2 separate regions of the Mus musculus genome follow, and region 1 is linked to region 2. A link is a contact called in public Micro-C data. All regions are on one chromosome and are shown on one strand. The core of a region is the stretch at or near the end of the contact, and the rest is flanking DNA. Distances in the headings are between cores, read along the strand shown.

Evidence for each region. Hi-C and Micro-C count contacts between places; a contact is called where the count stands out from the background.
Region 1: a Micro-C map of trophoblast stem cells shows a contact between it and region 2, with 2.6 times the contacts expected there. The contact joins the enhancer-like site here to the promoter of Pmp22 in region 2. A contact is called at or near these places in 1 of 39 promoter capture datasets (embryonic stem cells), 1 of 15 datasets of contacts at CTCF or cohesin (the NIH/3T3 cell line), 11 of 484 Hi-C or Micro-C datasets (the HL-1 cell line, Kupffer cells, the N1E-115 cell line and 7 more), 4 of 115 datasets of contacts at active chromatin or transcription factors (bone marrow-derived macrophages, embryonic stem cells and heart atrium) and 1 of 9 other capture datasets (adipose tissue).

Annotation. Positions count from the first base shown.
Region 1 is chr11:63,091,654-63,096,583 of GRCm38.p6, forward strand. Tekt3 (tektin 3) reads left to right here. Exons shown (of 8, transcript NM_027660.1): 8 at 2,973-3,307. The coding sequence ends at 3,189. The region is part of intron 2 of Gm36926 (a long non-coding RNA gene); the gene reads right to left. Among named protein-coding and RNA genes, the nearest start is that of Gm36926, 25 kb to the right of the region's middle. Within about 2 kb of position 1,943, at least 2 of the 459 cell types and tissues checked have an H3K27ac peak or open chromatin away from gene starts, as enhancers often do. A contact at or near this core is called in Kupffer cells and trophoblast stem cells, where this site is marked.
Region 2 is chr11:63,129,318-63,133,881 of GRCm38.p6, forward strand. It overlaps Pmp22 (peripheral myelin protein 22), which reads left to right and starts at 2,140. Exons shown (of 5, transcript NM_008885.3): 1 at 2,140-2,337; 2 at 3,808-3,927. The coding sequence starts at 3,850.

The DNA.
Region 1 (4,930 bases), core at 693-3,192, 38 kb before region 2:
CTGGGGGTGGGATTTCCCTTAGGGAGCTGTGAGAAGATCTTCATTTGTCATGGAGATGTGTGTGTGTCAGTGTGGAATCTTATCCAGATGCCTTCAGGTAACTCCTCTTAAAAAGTCTAAGAGAGTTAGAAACAAAAATCTCCTAATTGAAGCTCCCTGATTGGGGGGTGGGGGGGATATATTAGTTCTAGGACACCCTCAGAGATGTCAAAATTCACAGGCACTCAGGTCCTGTATATTAAATGGTATAGTATTTGCTATGAGCACTTCCTTCTATGTGCATGAAATCGTTTGTATATTAGCATAACCCAACGTAATTAGTACTAAAATAAGCAGCTGCTGTACTGTGCTGTTTAGGGACTCAGGGCAAGAAAGTGGGTGTGTATGCTGAGTAAGAAGCAAAGAATCCTAGGCCGCTGGCTCCCACGACCTTTCTCCTCCTTCCGTGATTTATCTGAGCCATAGATGTAGAGGGTACATTACAGGTGCACTTTTAGGTAGGTTGTGGGTCTCTGTGGTGCTCCTCACCCGGATGGTTAGAGGAGCCAGCTATGTAATGTATACACGAATATGCTCTAGGATGGTAAAATTCATAGTATGTGTATTGTACTAGGACTAAAAAAAGTACTTGGCATTAAAAATTACTTGTTTATTTGCTATAGACATTCAGCTGGGCCAGCATCCTGTGTATTGTCTGTAGGGATTACAAGGAAGAAAGACAGTGAGACGGGTCATCTCAAAGGAGCCCTGTGTCCCGAGGCCACCCTCCTGGGTCTCTGCTTCTGTCCTCTCATTGAAAGGAATAGAAAGGGTGGGGACAGGAAATGGGACCCTGTTTCTTAGGACGCCACCCAGACTCTGTATTTCCTTCCCAGCTTCCAGGATGGCCTTATAGTGCTTATAAACACATGTGGGCTGTGTACCCACGAACAGGACATTCCATCAATCCTCTGGGCGCAGAGTCCTCATCTGTGAAACAAGGACACTGGGCTTCATGACCCCTGGTGGTCCTTCTCCAGCTGCCAAGTCCTGTGAAGCTACATAGTTACGCTGTGTTCTGGTGCTAATGTGGTTTGGATACATGTCTGTCATGGTGAAACCTTTTTCCCTCTAGGGATGCCTCAATCCTTACTTGGTCATAGGCACTGTTCTATTCAAAACCGTTTCTTATATATATATATATATATATATTCCATGCCCTTTCAATCTGCCCCTGAGTGAAAGTTTGAAGAAAATACACTTCCATCTCTGTACCACCCGTGATGCACATCCATCAGGATCCCTGAGGGCGGTGTCAAGATTTCCCTTGGATATCCAAATCCACAAACATGAAATCCCTTATGATTCAGAATTTGCATATAACCCATTGATATCCTTCTGTGTCCTTTTCATTCATGGAGAGATTATTTGTAATGGCTATGCAATGTAAATCCTGGTTGTTACATTGTGTCATTTAGGGAGCAAGAAGATAACATATGTTTAGCATGAATACATTTTTTGACAAATAGTTTAAATCTGTGACTTACTGAGTGTGCATGCAGAGCCCCAGATACAGAGGGCTGACTGTAATCAAAGTTACGTTTTCAACTGAGTGGGATCCAAGCGGAGTGTTTAGAAGTGGCTGCTGGGTATCGTCTGATGTCTCCATTTGCTCATAGGAGAGTGGACATGTGTCTGGGTTTGTGTAGGGATGTAAGAGTAAGCTGTTTGACCTGGCATGACACTCAGAGTGGGACTCACATGGAGAGCAGTCCCTAAAACCGACGACTGCCTTTTTATAACCTGTGCCAGGTTTTACCCTTGAGTGCTCCAGGGGTGTATCCTGGGGGATACTATTGGTCAAATCAGTGGGTAATTGCTCTTGGGAAGAGCAATGGTCTAAATATAAACATGGTAGAAGAAATCCCAAAGGGGAAGAAGGAAGTTGGCCCAGTAAACACTGAACTCTTATGTGCAGCAAAACACAAACAAAATGAGAAGGCAAACAGTTACTTAGGGACAATGGTTTCTCCAAGCAGACAGAAAAAAAAAAAAGCAGGGCCACTATTTCCAGAAGCTTGCATAGCAGTTATGTTTATTTATGCAAATGTTGATAAGTAGCAGTGCTCTGGCAGGGAGATGAGCAAAGACTGAGGCAGCTTAGAGACCAAATGCAAAAGATACACAGGCCTTTAGGCAAGGTCTATAAACAGTACAAACCCGGAAGCCTGAGACGGACCTGAACTGTGTCAGTGAGGCGGAGCTGCTCCAGTTTGTGAAGACACTGTCACTTACTTTTTGTCCTCGGGGCTAATTTTCATCACTACGTAGAAAGAGCATCTGTGACAGTTTCAGAGTCACAGAGTACGCAGCGAGTGGCATGTACCGTCATCTTAATGTCGTGTCAAGGTTTGGTAAATTACAATGTTCTGACTTGAGATCTGGGAGGGTTTTTTTTTAACCTAGGGTCTCGGTGGGGCATTATAGCGTGAGGAATGTCCCTAACTGAGATATGGTAGGAGGTTGAGTAGAATTCTATATATTAAAGGCTCCTTTCTCAACCCTACAAAAGTCATGTTCAAGACTAAAGTAAAAAGTATAAAGTCCCACCTAAGTCAAGAGGTTTTCCCCTCACATTTGCTTTTTAATGAAATACCAGTGTTTATAACTTTTTCTTTTACAATATTGTGAGTAGCATCATACATTCATGTGTGTCCATATGAATAAGTATGTCAGTATATGGATGTGTGTGAGTGTGTGGTGTGTATAAGTGAGTGGAATTTTAGTGTTATCTCAGGTATATGTTTAGATTATCTTTTGGGTTATAGACTATAATGAGGTTGACAATAGGGGATGATTCTGGTAATTCTGGAAGCATGCATAGATATATGCATCCCTTGATATAAAAAGTACTTCTGACATGTCCCTTAAATCAGCTGGGGACAGACTGCCTGAGTGTGCCCGTCCACCTAACCATGTGCTCCCTCCTGCAGCCTTGTTAACGAGGTCTATGAGGTAGACGAGACCATCCAGACTCTGCAGCAGCGCCTGAGGGATTCGGAGGACACCTTGCAGTCCTTGGCCCATACCAAAGCCACCCTGGAGCATGACTTGGCTGTGAAAGCCAACACTCTGTACATCGACCAGGAAAAATGCATGAGCATGCGCAATAGCTACCCCAGCACCCTCCGGCTGGTGGGCTACTGCTAGGGACCCTGGGAAGAGTAGTTTTCAAACTCCTAAAAAGTGGTAGAAGGAAAACAGTATCTCAGCATCTAAATGAGTGTTAATATAGTCACTATTAAAGAGTTGTGTTCACAGAAACACCATGACCTTGTTCTGGATGGCCTCTCATTTGTGCCTAAACCTTAATTCTCTGCTTTCTGGGTTCTGGAATAGAAATAAGGAAATGTAGTCGATCCACCCAAGAAAGTAAATATGGGAGTCGAAGGATTCTCACCCCTCCATAAGTAATATGGATGAGCTGAAAATGAAGACCATTTTATCCTGGCAGTGACCAGATCCTGAGTCATAATGCTGTAAGCAACACTGAATGTTCTCTAAAGACCTGTGTGTGAAAGTCTTCACCACCCAGTGGGACATGGTGGGACATTTGGTATGTGGATCGAGGTAGAGCGCCTTGGAGCACGAGAAGCACAGGGGAGAACCTTAGCCTTTGAAACTGATGGCAGGATGCTAACCTCCTCCCATATCTTTTCCTTCTTGCCCATGAATTCTTGGGCATTCCTCAACATTGCCACACACTCTGAAATGGGAAGCAACAGCAGAGAGGGGCTTCTTCTCGTTTCTCACCTTCTCCTCTCTCTCTTGGTGTCTCTCTCTGAATCTCAATATGCTTACCCTGCTTTGCCATTGCCCACTAACTCCAGAATTCATGTCTCTCCCTCCTCCTGGTCTTCCTGTCTTAGTCCATGCCCTTTCTCCTTAGAATATTGGCTAGTCAATGTCACAAAACATTGTTAGATGCCAGAAGGGTAGATGTACAGATGATAAGCTTGTACATTTGGCTATTTTTTGTGGTCCCAAGATATCATTTTAGAATCAAATTATAGGTTTTGTCTTGTTATCCAACAGTTAAAAGTTCAACAGAATGTTATAATTTTATGAGTTTTACAACTCTGAACTTAACACATCTTTTATTTGTTATGTGTTTTGGGGGAATCTTTCTTTTTCCATGAAATATATATATATATATATATATATATATATATATATATATATTGAAGAATAAAGACATAACACTTACACTCACAGGAAAGAGAGAAGTCTTTTTCACTTTGGTGTGTATTCCTGGCATTACAAGAATGTGACGGGAAGAAAAAAATGTAGTTCAGACAGAAAAGGCCCAGTTTTCTTATTTTGGTAAACTGTGGGCAAGGCAAGATTCTGTAAATAAACATCTGGGGTTTAGTCTGAAGCATGGTGGCGACTTCATGACGGTAACTGCAGTAGTGCTGAATTCTACAGGCAGCCCAGGCTCACGCTGTGTTCTCATGTCTAAGAATCTCAGGACTGGAGTAGCTACAGCACCCGATCTGGCTCTCTCTGTTTAAACTGTCTTTAGTATGATGTGAGTCTGGAAGGATCACTGGGCTGCCAAAGGCATCCATTTACCCAGGCAGCATTCAATTTTAGAGATGTGTGTAATTGCCTGTAAATAGCCAAGCTGCCTATAATTTTAGTAATTTCTACTTATGTCTCTGGAGAATGTTATAAACACCACTCAACTTGGCACTTCTGCTTCCTAAGTTCATGCTTTAAATAGGTGCACAGTGGGGACTGAGTTTAAGTTAGATGGTTTGTTTGCTTGTTTGTTGGCATTGAGAACAGGGATGGACTTCTTACCCGGGTGTACAGGCTAACCTGGAGCAGTGGAACTCTGCTGTTTATCCTGTTGCCTGAGACTTTCAACCTCCCTTCTCCTAGCCTT
Region 2 (4,564 bases), core at 890-3,389:
GCTGGGGAGGCAAGCAAGTGGTCCGAGAGTTTCTAGAATCTGAATGCATCCTGATTAGAAGGGAGAGAGGCGCCTAGATGGTTCTACCTAGGGCGAGGCTGCAGTGTTCACCCAGCTGGCCAGCGGGGCTGCTACATGGCCACTTCCACCTGTGGCCGGCTGGCTCTGGGTGTGGCCAAGCTTGCTCAGCATTTCCTCAGGAGCGTTTCCTCGCAAGCATTGGGAGCTGGCCAGGAAGCAAGAGGCAGCAGGGACAGAAGGGGTCACCTTTCTGGCAGCTTGTGGTGTGGCTATGACCTAAGGGACTGTTGACCGAGATACCGACTTCAAAAAAAGGGGAGGAGCCGGCTGTGGATGCAGCCACAATGTGCTCTTTTCTAGATGTATATTGGACTTCCTTTTTAGAAGTTTACTTAAGAAACAGAACAGGAAGAGAATCCAGAATTAAATGTGATACCACCGAGAATGCTTGGCTTTTAAGTAAGAGCCCAGCAATGACTTCTAGGACACATCTAACCTTTAGAAATGACCCAGGAAACTGAAGATTTACTTCCATTGCCGCAGTCACTCCCCAGCCGCATGCCTTCTCGTGCAGCCGTATAACTCTGGGCATTCTCTAATCTGTTTTAGTACCGAGGTGGACAGGCCAGCCCCTTGAAGGGCTGTGATTGTTAAGTGTAGTGTGCTCAGAATAGGGGCGTGTTAGAGGACTGGACCTGTGTTTTGTTCCAGACACAGAGCTAATGGCTCTGAGCCTGTCATTAGGATCACCACGCCCTTCGGTGTAGGCAGCGGCCGTTCTTCCCAGAGGAAAACATTGAATGCTCAATGAATGCTCACGACAGGAGCACTAGTTGATTAGGTGTGGACCGAGTGCAGAGCTCTGGCTTCAACCTCTGCCATGCATCTCCTCTCAGCCTCCTGTGTGCCAAGCACAGGTACGACACCTGGCATTGGCAGGGAACTGAATAAAAATGTCACACATACTCTTTATTTTTAATCCGATGAGAAATTTTAAAAGATCATTGTCTGAAGAATGCTTCAAGTTTATTTTTTTATGTAATGAGCAAGCATATACAATTAGCTCAAGTAGCGGCTACTGTCAAAAAACAAAATAATATGGAACTATCTGAGTCTCCCAGGGCTTTATGACTCACTGCTCTTAACAGGTAGGGAGGGTGTGGATATGCAGGTAGAGACTTTAACACACGGGCTCCTTGCTCAGTCAGCCAATACAGGTGACCTGATGGTTAGTTGGGCACATCTCCAAGAAGAGCTGGCTAGCCTCTCCCTTCTTAACTCTGGGCGGCCACACTCAAGTGCCTATGAATCAGCTAGTTTCTCTGGCTGCTCTTCCTGCACCTCAGATGGCCACTTCTCTCACCCCTACCCCCATGGCCAGGACTCCAGCCAAGGCTGGGAGCCAGGCCAGCTTGCCTCAGGCAAACTTCGCCTGGAGCTTATATGCAGTTGTAAAATCTGGTTTTGCCAAGCTTAGGAGGAGCCGGATCCTAGAGCCCCACCCCTCTGTCCGTCTGTCCGTCCATCCGTCCGTCAAGCTTGGATTTTCCTCCCCTCCCTTCTCTCTTGGATTGGGGTCCCAGCCTAGCCCTCTAGATATGTACCCCGAATCCCAGTAAACCAGCATACTTTCTAGGTACAAACAGGGATAGCGAGGATGGGTGTTTTAAAGACTAGCCCAGTTAAGACCCCAGCGCAGGTCAGGTGCGCCAAGACCTGAGGTCCTGGCTGCTAGTAGGAGAGGTGATCCAGCTACACAGTCCCCGAATGGGCACAGTTCACTTCAGTGTTCCCGAGAACCCAGCACTGCGCACTTGGGGAGTGAGGCAGGGAGGTGGGTACGAAATCTAGCAATCTTTATCCATGTGCGCTGAGGGGACAGGGGCGAAGGTGCAATGTATTGGTCAACAGGGCCCGAGTACCACAGATCTAGGGAAGGTGAGAGACGAGAAGCCCAGGGTCCTCCAGCTTTAAGTAAAAGTCGAGGTTTTGCAGAGATCTGGTTTTTCCGGGGGTGTCTTTAAGTCCAAGTAACTGTCTGGCAGTCGGCGCCCCGCCCGCCCGCCTGCCCCCTCTCCTCAGGGAGGCCCGCCCTCCCGCACACGCTGACCCTGGGACACACCCTTCTGCAGCGACGCAAATAGGGCGTAGTTCCCGTTAAAGGGGAACACCGGGAGCCTCCCACTGCCCCCTTGCTTTGCGCGCGCGCTGACCCGCAGCACAGCTGTCTTTGGGGACGCCAGCAACCCAGTGGACGCACCGGAGTTTGTGCCTGAGGCTAATCTGCTCTGAGATAGCTGTCCCTTTGAACTGAAAGTAAGTTGGTAGGGAAAGTGAAGAAGGTGGTGGTGGTGGGGGGCATAAAGCTGGGCATCATCTGGAAATGCTATGCCTAAAGCGGGGACGGGGCTCTGACCCTCCATAGGGCCGCCTTGTGACAAGAACGTGGAGACCCCTTCCTACATCCTAGCCTACCGGAGGGACACACCTAGGACTGCCTCTGCATCGTCCAGACCAGGGTGGTGGCGGTGTCTGGATAGAGGGTTGCTGGGGCGGCCTTGTGATTCTTTCCAGAGGATGTACTGTTAAAATACACGAGTCTCTGGTCCTTCGGGTTCTAGCCGCAGGCCCTATGGTGTTCTTGGTCTCTGCTACTTGAAGCCATCCAATGAAATTTGAATTTTCTGGAAATCATGGGGAAAATCTTGCTTATATCTTCAGTGCATTCCTGGCTTTTTGTCTTTGATGTGTTCCTTGGGAGGAAAATGGACGTGTCTGGGATAGAATACTTGTCAAAACTAATTTAGAAGTCTCCTTGGTCTAAGGTTCTATCCTTAACTGGTTCACTCAGCTGCAGCCAGATTTTCACGGCTGTACACATTCACTATCAGGTCACCCAAGTTTTAGCTCCCTAAAGTCTGAAGTGGAGGGGGAGGTAGGGTAGGAGATAGTATCTTCGGACCTTGGAAACACGTCTTGCCTGCTCTGACTTGCGAGAATTCTCAGACTCAATCAGCCTCTTTACGCACTGTCTCCTTCCCTCCAGTCAGCAGCAACCAAGGGATAGGGCCCCTGGCGCATCTATTCGGGATGGGGCTTTGGACAGGGGTCCGCAAGTGCGGCGGGCTCAGCCTAGCTCTCCTTGGGGCCGTCCAGGGGGTGCCTGTGGAGCTGGCGGGGCTGAAGGCTCTTCACCCCCCGGGGCGCAGGGAAGGCGCGGAACCCTGCGCGCGGGAAGCTCCGGAGCCGGGCAATCCTCCAGCCCGCCTGCTCTCCCGCTCCCCCAGCCGCCAGCATCTAGGCCGAGCCGGGGGCGGGGCGGCTGCTCTCCGCTGGCAAAAACGGGTGGAAACTTGGAGGCAAGTAACGGAACGCGGGGCGCGCTGGGGTCTGGGAAACCAGCCTCGGGTGGCGGGCGACCCCAGGCCTCTGGCTGTGAGCCTGGCGCCGCCCGCTGAGCCTCCAGTCTCGGGGGGAATCCACCCTGTGACTGGGTCAGGGACGTGGCCTCGGTAGCCTCCCAAGTCCCAAGGGCCCTGAAAGGCGCCCAGGCTGGGCGGAGGCTTGCTGTGGCCTCGGCTCATCGTTCAGGAAACTCCTCTCCTCCGCGCGCCTCCCGGGGTGATCGGGACGTGCGCACCACTTGCTTGTTTTGTTCCAAAGGCAAAAGATGTTCGATTGCGGGCGGGCACTGGGCGGGGATAGGGATGGCGGCGGCCGCCCCCTCCCGGCCAGCTGGGCCCCCGGGCCAGGGCCAGCGGCCTCACACCCGCCTTCCTCTCTCAGCAGGCACCGCTCCTCTGATCCCGAGCCCAACTCCCAGCCACCATGCTCCTACTCTTGTTGGGGATCCTGTTCCTGCACATCGCGGTGCTAGTGTTGCTCTTCGTCTCCACCATCGTCAGCGTGAGTGCGGGGCGAGCGGACAGGGGAGGCTCCCTGCAGGGCGGCAGCTATCTCTGCTCTGGGTTCCCAGCCAGTGCTTCCCCAGGTTGCCAAACTGGAGTGATATTTGCAGACAGCTGGACATACCAGAGGCCCCAGGACTTCTGTTGCTGCACTTCTTTGCCACCCACTTCTTTTCAGTTCTTTGAGAAAGTTAGGCCAGCATCAGGGGTAGACAGTGAGCAAGGGCTGGAAGAACTTAGTTGCTCAGGACTTAAGCCAGTCTTGCAGGGGGACTGTGGTATCTTATCTATCTTACCGGAGTGCCCTCCACTGATAGGAGCTGGGCAAGGAAATAGCTGGTGTGGAGCTGTCAGACACAGTGGATTAATTCATTTAAAATTGGCTTTCTTGAAAAATGAAGATGTATGCTTCCGCCTTTAACGTCTTAATGTGAAGCAGGCTGGAAGTGTGGTTTGGGATTATTGTTATTTATGTTAATTGCTTTATTATTGACAAGATCTTAATTATGACTATGGCTGTGGCTAATCTTGACAGAGCCGTGGGATGCTAAAAATGCATCATGGCATGAACTTGAGTGTGGTAGTACTTGCCTGAAACGTCAGCACTTCCTGAGGTAGAAGGGTCAGAAACTCAA